Linked DNA regions of Mus musculus: regions 2 and 3 are each linked to region 1. The links are chromatin contacts, called in public HiChIP or PLAC-seq maps. All regions are on one chromosome and are shown on one strand. Each heading gives the region's core, a stretch centred on a gene start, on an enhancer-like site or on the middle of the called end of the contact. The rest is flanking DNA. Distances are from core to core; before and after follow the strand shown. Region 1 has its middle 30 kb from the start of Gm46787. Region 2 overlaps Nfatc2 (nuclear factor of activated T cells, cytoplasmic, calcineurin dependent 2). Region 3 overlaps Gm33359 (a long non-coding RNA gene).

Region 1 (3,178 bases), core at 178-2,677:
GAATGAATAGGTGATAAATTTGACACACCCAGGCTGGGAGGCTCACCCAAATTCTGCAGTGCCTGGGCCAAGGAGGAGGCCCTCCTTCCAATACAAACGGGGAAGCTCAAAGGGGAGAGGACCAGACCATAGTCTAGTTTTGAATTTCTAGCTGATGCCTTTTAAAATATTATGTTTATTTTTAAACGGGCTGGTCTTAGGGTTGGAAATAAATACCCACCACCCTGATCCTTCCCTGCTGTGTGTGTGAGTTCATCTTCTATCTGACAACCCTCCAGAGCAATCTAAACTGGCTCCATCTGGCTTTTGCGTGCCCTGGGGCTGCTGGCTCCCCACTTCTGGAAGTGTGACTGATTTTCCACATCCATCCAGACTCTCCAGCTCTCTGCCCAGCATCTTCTGGGAAATTCTTGGCAGTGCCTTGGGTACCAGGCACTTAGAAAGGGAATCCACTGAGACCACACATGGCCATCCATCCATCCATCCATTCATCCATCATAGCTATGACATGTCTAGTTCTGAGTTCTTTCACGAGTCACCCCCACCCCCACCCCCCTCTAGCAAGCCTGCCAGGGCTGGGAACTGCTGGAAGAGCCCAGGCTGGCCTTGGTTGGCCAGCAGCACTGAGTGGCAAAAGCCACTGGGTGGACAACCAGAAGAAAGGCTAGGGGAGGTGAGCGAGGGCTGAGGCTTGGCAGGGTGTCCCATGGTCACCAGGCGCTGCCTATACTGCGTTGGTTCAGCTGTAGCCTGGCCATGAGGCCTAGGAAAGGCGGGAACTGGATTGAAGTTTCATTCAGCAAGGTGGTAATTTGGGGGTGAGAGAGGAAGTTGGGGAGAGTGCACTAAAGGTTTGGATATCTGGAAGGCCAGTTTCTTTGAAGTTCGTTATAACCAAACTTTAAGAGTACTTTTGGGAGGGAGAGGCGGGAGGATCAAGGTTTGAGGTGATTCCCTGGTACCTGTATGTTTGAAGTTAGCCCGGGCTAGGCTTAGGGAAATTGTCAATTTCTGGAGAAGTTGTCACACTCTAAAGGATCTGGGAAGCCAGAAATCACTGTGTTTCTGGAATCCCGTGTCCCAACCCACTTTTTGAACTGGGGACCCAGGAGAAATGGGGAGCTGTCCTGCCCTTTTTCTACCAAGTCAGTCACTAATTGGTTTTGACACACCCCCACTCAGGGCTTCACCTGGTGAAGGTCCTAAGCCAAGGACCCTGCCCAAGGCCGCAGGAAAGATTTTAAACAAAGAGCTGAATTCGCACAGGGTCTAGCCTCTTAGAGGACTCAAGGCTATGGTCCCCAGGTTCTACCCCAAGTGGTCCTGGAAAGGCCTGGAATGCGCTGCTAGCCAGAGGCCTGGAATGCAGCCTGCAGAGGCCGCACCCTGCCCAAACCAGTTTGAACCAGCTGCGGGAAGAAGCCAGTCCAGTCCCTTGGAGCTCCCTCTGGCGCCCAAGCTGTCTTAGAACTGCAGCCGGTTTTAGACTAGGTCTCTGTGGGTGGGGGCGGGGCCCCAGCAAGGCCTGGAGATGGGAGTGGGGGTGGGGTGGTGATAAGTGGGGTGTGTGTAGGGGGGAGTTGGGGGTGCCTGCCCAGCCTCTGCCCAGCGTGGAGACTCCCGGGAACCCTGAGCTGGGCCCCAGGTCACGTCCTTCCATTCCCGCATCTTTGGGCTTCACCTCATGGCACACAGTGGTCGATCTGCCTTTCAGCATCCAGGCCTAAGCCCTGCCTGCGGTGGTGCAGGACAGTTATGCCCCCGGTTTAGGTGGAGGCAGGAGAATCGGAGATTCAAGGACGTTCTAGGGTACATATCAAGTTTGAGGCCTTGATACATATATGATCCTATTTCAAAGAGAGGAGAAACACACAAATTGTGAACACAGTGAAAATTCTTTTTTTATGTGTGTATTTAAACTTTCATTGGATTTACGTATTGTTGGGGGAGGGGAGGAGTGTGTGTGTGTACGTACACGTGTGAAAATCAGGACATTTTTGTGTGGGGAGGGTGTCCATTCTCTCCTTCCATCATGTAATTCCCAGGAATTGTTGGCTACAGACCTTGTTCAGGTGGAATCCTGACACTGTGAGTTAGTTGCTGTGGGATGTGGCCTTAGCTTTGAGTTTTGGATGACACTGGAGTTAGTCCCTTGTGCCAGGTTCTGGGCTTGCTCAGCTGTGGCACTTCTAGGCTCTGCAAGTGTCATCACGTTGGTGGCCCAAGTGTGTGTCACTGTGTGCCGGGCACTATTCCCAGATTGCTGGGTTCCCATCACACCAGCGTGAACATCAGCCCTGCAATGTCTCCATTGAATGGAGGTGGAAACAGGCCTGGAGAGATTGAGCATTGTGGTCATCTTCATAGCTAATCAGTGAGAGTGTGTAGAAGCCAGGAATGGTGGCACACACATTTAAACCCAGCACTCAGGGGGCAGAGGCAGGTGGATTTCTGTAAGTTTGGGGCTAGCCTTGTCTACAAAGCAAGTCCAGGATAGTCAGGAGTATATAGAGAAACCTTGTTTGGGGAAAGAAAAGGAAACAAGAAAAGAAAAGATCATATAGAGGATGGGCAGTTAACTGCAAGGGCTCCATGCAGCCACAGGGAGGAGGGACGACATCACCAAAGGGTCCCCTCCCCCACAGGCTCATGAACACTTTGTTCTCCAGTTGGTGGCACTGTGGTGGGAGCTATGGAACCTTTAGGAGGCACAGCCCTGCTGGAGGAAGTTTATCAGTTGGCGTGGATTTTGAGGGGTACAGTCTCACCCCGCTTCCAGTTTGCTCTTCCTGTTTCCTGTGTGCAGTTGAGACTCGATCTCTAAGCTCTGGCCTCCTATGGCCACTGCGACCCACCCTCTGGAAGAAAGGCAAACCCTTCCCTCTTCCTTAAGTGGCTTTGGTCATGGTGTTTTACCACAGCAACAGAAAAGTATCCCACATACCAGGCTGAGGCAGTTTAGTGACTCAGCAGCTGGTTTGGGGGTGCCTAGGTGCCTACTTGAAACCCTAGTAAACTCATTGCCTAAGCTGGACATAGGCAGAATGGCGGCTCTGGCTGGCTGACGGTGGTGCCCTGTCTGGAGTGAACAGGAATTTATTCGTTTCTCTCCAGGCAAATTCACACAGCCGGGCCCTTGATGGCTATCACACATGCTCACCGGGTGCCGGTCACAGGG
Region 2 (3,178 bases), core at 174-2,673, 400 kb before region 1:
CGGGAGGGAGCCTCAGCAGGCTTTTTATAGCTGTCCACTGAAACGGGCTTGGCACTGTCCTCCCCATCAGGAGGACCAGCTGAGAAGGTGGAAAAACAGCAAGGCGGGGGGCTGCAGGGTGCCTGAGTTAGGAGAACCCCGTGTTTTGGAAAGTGCGGTTCTATTTATAGCAGCATTTATAATAAGGATTATTGTGAGTTTCGGTCCCATTTTTAATTCTTTGTAGGACCTGCAGGGACCTGTGAGACTCGGCCTTTGCCCATCTCTCTGATCTCAGCTGACCGTCTCTCCCCCTGGCTTTCCCGGCTGCAGAGAAACCCTCCTGGCTCTGTCTTCAGATGCTCCGTGCTCCTTCCTGCCCCAGGATCTTCGCTTGTGCTGCTGGCTCTGTAACATTCTGCCCTTGTTCCCTCGCATACTGTGTCTCCTCTTACTGGGAAGCCATTCTCCCTGAGTGGTGTTCGTGTTCAAAGGCTCATGGCTCAACTGTCCAGCCCAATGTCACTTTTTGCCTGTCCCTTTTCCACGCTTTATTCTCCAGGTGACACTCAGTGTTTCACCTGTCTGTCTGCTCTCTCTTGGGTCCTCTGGTTCCCATACTAGACTGTCGGTTCCTTGGGAGCAGGGATACACTGTTTGCTGCTGCACTCACAATTATAGAATTATCTCTGTGCGTACTAAGTGTGCATGTGTCATGCTGAAGGAAAGCGGTGTTCCCCCCTTTATTGCCTCTCCCACCATGAGAAGCGGCTGTATTATCCCCATTTTACAGATAAGTTGAGGTTCAAAGCTATCAAGCCAGAGACCCTGGGTTAGCCCCTCCAACTGGGGAAAGATCTGGAACCCCAGCATGTCATTTTCCTGATCTCTGGAGTGATTTCTCTTGTCATGTCAAAGAGAAGTCAAGAGGATAGTTCTGTTCCTGTGTGTTCTACAAAATAAAAGATGCATAGCCTTCAAGGGAAGGTCAGGCTGGGAGGCCAGGCTGTTCCTGCCCTCGCTGGGAACCCTGGCCCCTGGCCCCTGGCCCTGAGCAGAGTCGGGGGTCCCAGCAAAACATTGCAAAACAGGAAAAAATCTAAGGACACAAAAACACAAGCCGTGTGGTTGAGGAGACAGGGTTGCCATGGCTCCAGGCGACTCTCGAGGCTGGCGTGATCCAGTGTTTTGGAAGGTTCCTCCATGTGACACAGGGTTTTGGAATTCTTCAGCTGGTAAGTCCTTCTTAATTCAGGCCCCTAGCCCTGGCCAAGCCACTCCCGGGCTCTCGGTGTCCCGCGGGGGCGTAGACTGGACACAGGCCCACATCAAATTACTCAGCTCTACAACTAAAAGTTTTTGAAGCGGGTTTCTTGTTTTGTTGGATGGTTTTCTTGGCTCGGTCTGATGGCAGAGGCTCCCATCACCTGTCGGGAAGGCAAATTGATTTTTTTTTTTCAAGAGGAGGCGTGGGTGGTGGAATTCCCTTTTAACCGATGAGTCACCGAGGGCAGCCGTGACTCACTTTATTATTCCCAGGTTCCCAAAGGCTATATCGCTTTTGGGCTTTGTTTAATAAATAGAATCATGTATGCGCTTAAAATACATTTTGAAACATTTTTGCTCAGCAAGTATTCTTCCATGAGTGCCCGTGATGAGGGAACCTGAGGTACCTTTCTAACGCCCCCTCCTGCACCTGCTTCTCTGTCATCTGGGGTGTGGCTTCCTGGGGTCTGGAGGTGGGGGGTGGACTTCTCTGAACAGTATTGACCCCAGGCTGAATGGCATGACTAAGATTCAGGGGACCTTTGCCCTCTGTGACTCACTGGAGGCCGGTGCCATACCCTCTCTCAACTGCCTCCAAAGACAGAGGCCAGACAGCCATTCTGAAACCCCGCTGGAGACAGAAAACACACTATTTTCAGATAGCTGCATGTGTACCCCAGCCTCTTCGCACAGGTCAGTCTCCTGAGGTTCTCAAGCCATCGCTTCTCCCACCTCCACCGTACTCCCAGGCCACTTTCTCGGAGGTAGTACGTCCTCGCAGCTCATCCTCAGTCCCTGTGGAATTCTGGGAAATTCCTGGCCACGCAGGAAGAAGTTTCCTGGTTAACCTGAGTTGGAGTGTTTGCATCCGTAGGAATAGGCAGAGCCAGGCATGGTGGTGCCTGCCGCTCACCCCAGCGCTTGGGAAGAGGGAACTGGGATGTGGCTGAGCTGGTAGAGGCCTAGCACACATGAAGCCCTGGGTTCTATCCCCAGCATTGGCTAATCGCTAACCTGGGCAGCGTACTGGATGCCAAACTGTAATGCCTGCCCTTACTTAGAAGATGGAGGTAGTAAGATCAGAAGATCAAGGTCACCCTTAGCTACAAAGCAAGCTCTAGGCCCCCTTGCGCTCCATAATAATGCCCTGTCCAAAACCATCAAAAATGGAAAACACATAATAAAAAAAGGGGAAAAAAAGACCTGGTGCCAACAGCCCTAGTGAGCCAGCTGCCCTGCAGCCCTGTAGGGCAGTAGCTTTGGAAGGCCCATCAAAATCCCCAATCGGTCCTCTGATGTATACCTGGGGACTCAGTTTCCCCAACTCTAAAATGAGGGCAATGGTGTCTTAACATACACAGATCAGGACTTGCATGTATAGGCACACAGTGGGTGCTCTGGAGTTCTGACCTCTCCACATGGAGTCTACAAGGCAGGGCCCGTTGCTTGCTTGGCTACTAGAAGTGACCCTCCTGGCACAGCGGACCTCTTTCTCATGGAGATCCTTCAGACTTCTGGTGTTCTGGCCCAGCAGAGCTGGAGTGATGGCAGCTCCCTTCCCTCTCTACGGATGGGGGTGCTGAGTCACACAGCAGTCCACAGACTTCCTTGAGGTGACAGAACTTAGCAGTGAAGGGCAGGGCCCCAAACCCCAGTTTCCTGGTTCCCAGGGCTCCTGGTGCCTGCAGCCTGCAGTTGTCTATAGACAATGTGACGCTCGATGTGATGCTCGGTTCTGAGGACAGAGGCTGCAGAAGGGGTCAGGGGGAGGCAGAGCTCACAGAGCCTCTGTGCAACATGGATTGCCACTCACTCGGCCTCCAGGGCTTCCACAGCTACCTTGTGTATTTATTGAGCATCTACTGTGTGTCAAGGGCAATGTGACAGATAAGGTTTCTGCCCTGGGGGTGGAATATTTCAGGCTTGTTTATAG
Region 3 (3,178 bases), core at 475-2,974, 300 kb before region 1:
AGGGATAAGGGAGGAGAGAGGGAACCCCTATCAGAGCACAACAGCCACTCCACCCCATTACTGTCACCACTACCTACTGTGATGACAGACATACACCCTGTGACACTTCTGACATTCAGACCATCATATCAAATGTCATACAATCAGGTCAGCTCCAATTGCATATGAAATGTCATCATTTTTTGGCACCAACATAGTGAAGCCTGTGGTCTTAGGTACAAACGTTATTTACCTAGCCTTCAGAGGGAGAGGCATACGGTATTATCATCTTATAGTTGAGGCAGCACCAGGGGACAGAAGAACCCGAGAGCTTTAGAACATAGCAGTAGATGTCAGGGAAACCTGGAGCAAACAAGGCCAAGGAAAGATTGAAGTGCCTGTGCCTGCAAATGAGGAATAAAGAAAGAGACAGCAGCCTTAAATCCAAGCAATAAATGAACCCTTGCTACTGAGGAATGAATGGAACTAGGAAATAGATCTTTCAGGGTTCAGGATGAATTACCCAGGCTCAGAACCCGGGGGTGGGGGTGGGTGGGATGGGTGGGCAGAATGTGACTGCAGAGGGCATGTTCTGCCTGACACCGAACCTCCTCTTCCGGGAGTCAGGCGTCGGGCAGCCGCGCTCGGCAGCGCCCCCTGCAGGAAGGACCGCACACTTCCGCACAGTCGATCATCCTCGCGCATCCTCATTGACAGGTGACCAAGAACAAGCCTTCGACTGCGGGCGATGCTTTCAGAAGCCCAAGCACTCCTGCACCACAATCACCCCTAAATGCAGGTTTCTCCTTTTCTGAGAGCTTCCATACTACATATCTGTATGTTATGATTTTATTTTTTAATTTTTACATTTTTATTTATGGCACACACACACACTTTTGTGTGTGCCACAGCATTCATGTGGAAGTCAGAAGGAAATTTGGGGGAGTTGATTCTTCCACACATGGGTCCCAGGAACTGAACTCAGGCCATCAGGATTGGCAGCAAGCACCTTTACCCACTGTGGCATCTTGCCAACCCAGTATGCTTTACTTACTAATATTCCCCACAACCCCTGACAGGATACTCCATGGGCACAGGATCGTTGTTTGGTTTTGTTACTTGAGATGGGGGTCTCCTTATGTATCCCAGGTTAGTCTCAAACTCACAGTATCTCCCAGGCTGGCCTCAAACGCACCAACTTCCTGTCGTGCCTAAGTGCTTGGACCACAGGCACGCGGACATTCCCAGCTCTTGGCATGGATTTCTGTGGGACTTCATTCCCCAAATCAAGAATGATCTCTCAGGCGTGAAAACCGTGGTTAAATGTGTGAGCAAGAGAGCTAGTGAGTGAGCGAAGGAAGGAAGGTGTGTCGCTTCCGCTGCTGGTGCCCCATGAGAGAAAGCCGTGCTGGTCTCCTGCCCCTGGTTGGAATTGCCGCCTGAGAGTACTGGGTATGTGATACACAGATAATCACCCCATCAAGCAGAGGAGTAGTGGGATGGCAAGTGCACAGCTTCCTGCCACAAGGACTATTGATACCCGTCATTGGAGAAATGGGGAGAAAGTGAACACAGCTAGCCCCAAGCCACAGGTCTCTGAGCCTGATACAAGACACTGGCCTGCAGTCCGAGGGGCAGCTGCAACTACCGACTGCCTGCCGTGTGAGTCCAGAGGACAGGGCGCTGGGCTCTGCAGGGAGTGTATGGCTGGGTAAATGACCCAAGCATGAGTCACAGGGGTATGGGCAAGTGGGTGACGGTGTTCCCAGCAGAGGACAGAAACCAGACAAAGGCCTGGCAGGGTGAGTGGCTACCACAGGTCCAGGCACACGTTGTTGCTTTTCTCAGTGCTGAGACAAAATACCAGACAAAAGCAAGTCAAGGTAGGTTTACAGTTTGAGGGCAGAGTCTGTGGTGGCCTCAGCAGGAACTCAAGGCAGCCACATTGTATCCAAAGTCCGGAAGAAGAGAGATGAAGGCTGGTCCCCGTAGGCTCCCATTCTCTCTTCTCTCTTTTTACCTTCAGTCCCCAGCTCAAAGTGCTGCCCACATACACAGTGAAGAGGTCTTCCTCCTCAGCCAAGCCTTTCTGGTATCACCTTCAGAGGCACACCCACAGGTGTCTCCTAGAGGGTTCCAAATCTAGAGAGACCCATCACAAGCCAGTGGCCTGTGGAATGGCTCACTTGGGGCTTGCGGGGGAGGTGAGGGACACCTGTACGTAAGCATGGGCTTAGCTTTAGGCGGAAGGTTCTTGCTGGTTCTGGTGAAAGTTCTGTAGGCTCCTGGGGTTTGAGGACTGGGGTTTCTGGACCCCATGTCACTTCTCCATGCTTAGTTTGATAGGTCCCCAACCTAGGCACCTGCTCAAAGGCCCTGGGGTCACCATTTATCTCTCGTGATGGAATGCTCCCACGGCCTCTTGTTTCCAAATCCATCCTTGTCAAACCATGACCTCATCTTCCCCTCAGGTGTGTGAAATCTGAGTGTCATGGCCCTCAGCAAACCGTTAGCTTTCCAACCCTTGGCTCAACAACCAAAATTCACAAAGAAAGTCTGCTGTTCACGGAGCAGTTTGAGTTCAAACCAGAACAAAAGCCCCAGGAACAACTTCTATTCAGCCCCCCCTTTTTTAAAAAAATAAAATGGCTCTGGGGGATATCACGTGAACTGCCATACCTAGGAACATTTTTTGTCCTTTGAAAAGTGTGCTTTTCAGTGCACATTCTGGGGGACAATTGTCCTGGTTCCTGAAGCCCACTCTAATTGTATGTAATTTTTATAAATACAGTAATTAGGACTTGCTAAGCCTTCTAATAGGATGGAATTGAACCTTTACGGGAAGCAAAGGCTTTGGGGAAAGAGGAGGGTGCTTTGAATGTGTGGCCTTCACACCTCATTTCTAGAGATGAACGTCTAGAACCCCAGAGGCAGGAGCAGCAACCAGGCCCCCTGGTGGTCGCCAGGGCAAAAGCCATAAGCAGTTTGCCCTAAGCCGATGAATACAAACTTAGAGAAGAGAAGGTCTGAGTGGCGACTGATGACTTAGAGCCCACAACACACCTTTTGGAGGATTTAGGTGCTCAACGTTTAAAGTTTAAAATTTTTACACACAAAAAATAGGTATTTTCTGGCCAGGCAAGGTGGTAGGCTAGGTAGTTGCACCCAGCACTAGAGAGTCAAATGCAGCCAGGTCTTC

Evidence for each region. HiChIP or PLAC-seq counts read pairs in DNA pulled down with a chosen protein or histone mark.
Region 2: a contact with region 1 is called in a FOXA1 HiChIP or PLAC-seq map of pancreatic cancer cells. The contact joins two enhancer-like sites. A contact is called at or near these places in 2 of 484 Hi-C or Micro-C datasets (both in embryonic stem cells) and 2 of 115 datasets of contacts at active chromatin or transcription factors (bone marrow-derived macrophages and pancreatic cancer cells).
Region 3: a FOXA1 HiChIP or PLAC-seq map of pancreatic cancer cells shows a contact between it and region 1. The contact joins two enhancer-like sites. A contact is called at or near these places in 2 of 484 Hi-C or Micro-C datasets (liver and pancreatic cancer cells), 3 of 115 datasets of contacts at active chromatin or transcription factors (embryonic stem cells and pancreatic cancer cells) and 1 of 9 other capture datasets (embryonic stem cells).

What each region holds. Positions count from the first base shown.
Region 1 is chr2:168,113,375-168,116,552 of GRCm38.p6, reverse strand. No RefSeq gene overlaps it. Among named protein-coding and RNA genes, the nearest start is that of Gm46787, 30 kb to the left of the region's middle. Within about 2 kb of position 1,427, at least 104 of the 459 cell types and tissues checked have an H3K27ac peak or open chromatin away from gene starts, as enhancers often do. A contact at or near this core is called in pancreatic cancer cells, where this site is marked.
Region 2 is chr2:168,516,601-168,519,778 of GRCm38.p6, reverse strand. All of the region lies in intron 6 of Nfatc2 (nuclear factor of activated T cells, cytoplasmic, calcineurin dependent 2), which reads left to right. Among named protein-coding and RNA genes, the nearest start is that of Nfatc2, 72 kb to the left of the region's middle. Within about 2 kb of position 1,423, at least 92 of the 459 cell types and tissues checked have an H3K27ac peak or open chromatin away from gene starts, as enhancers often do. A contact at or near this core is called in pancreatic cancer cells, where this site is marked.
Region 3 is chr2:168,412,802-168,415,979 of GRCm38.p6, reverse strand. The region is part of intron 1 of Gm33359 (a long non-coding RNA gene); the gene reads right to left. Among named protein-coding and RNA genes, the nearest start is that of Gm33359, 6.7 kb to the right of the region's middle. Within about 2 kb of position 1,724, at least 20 of the 459 cell types and tissues checked have an H3K27ac peak or open chromatin away from gene starts, as enhancers often do. A contact at or near this core is called in pancreatic cancer cells, where this site is marked.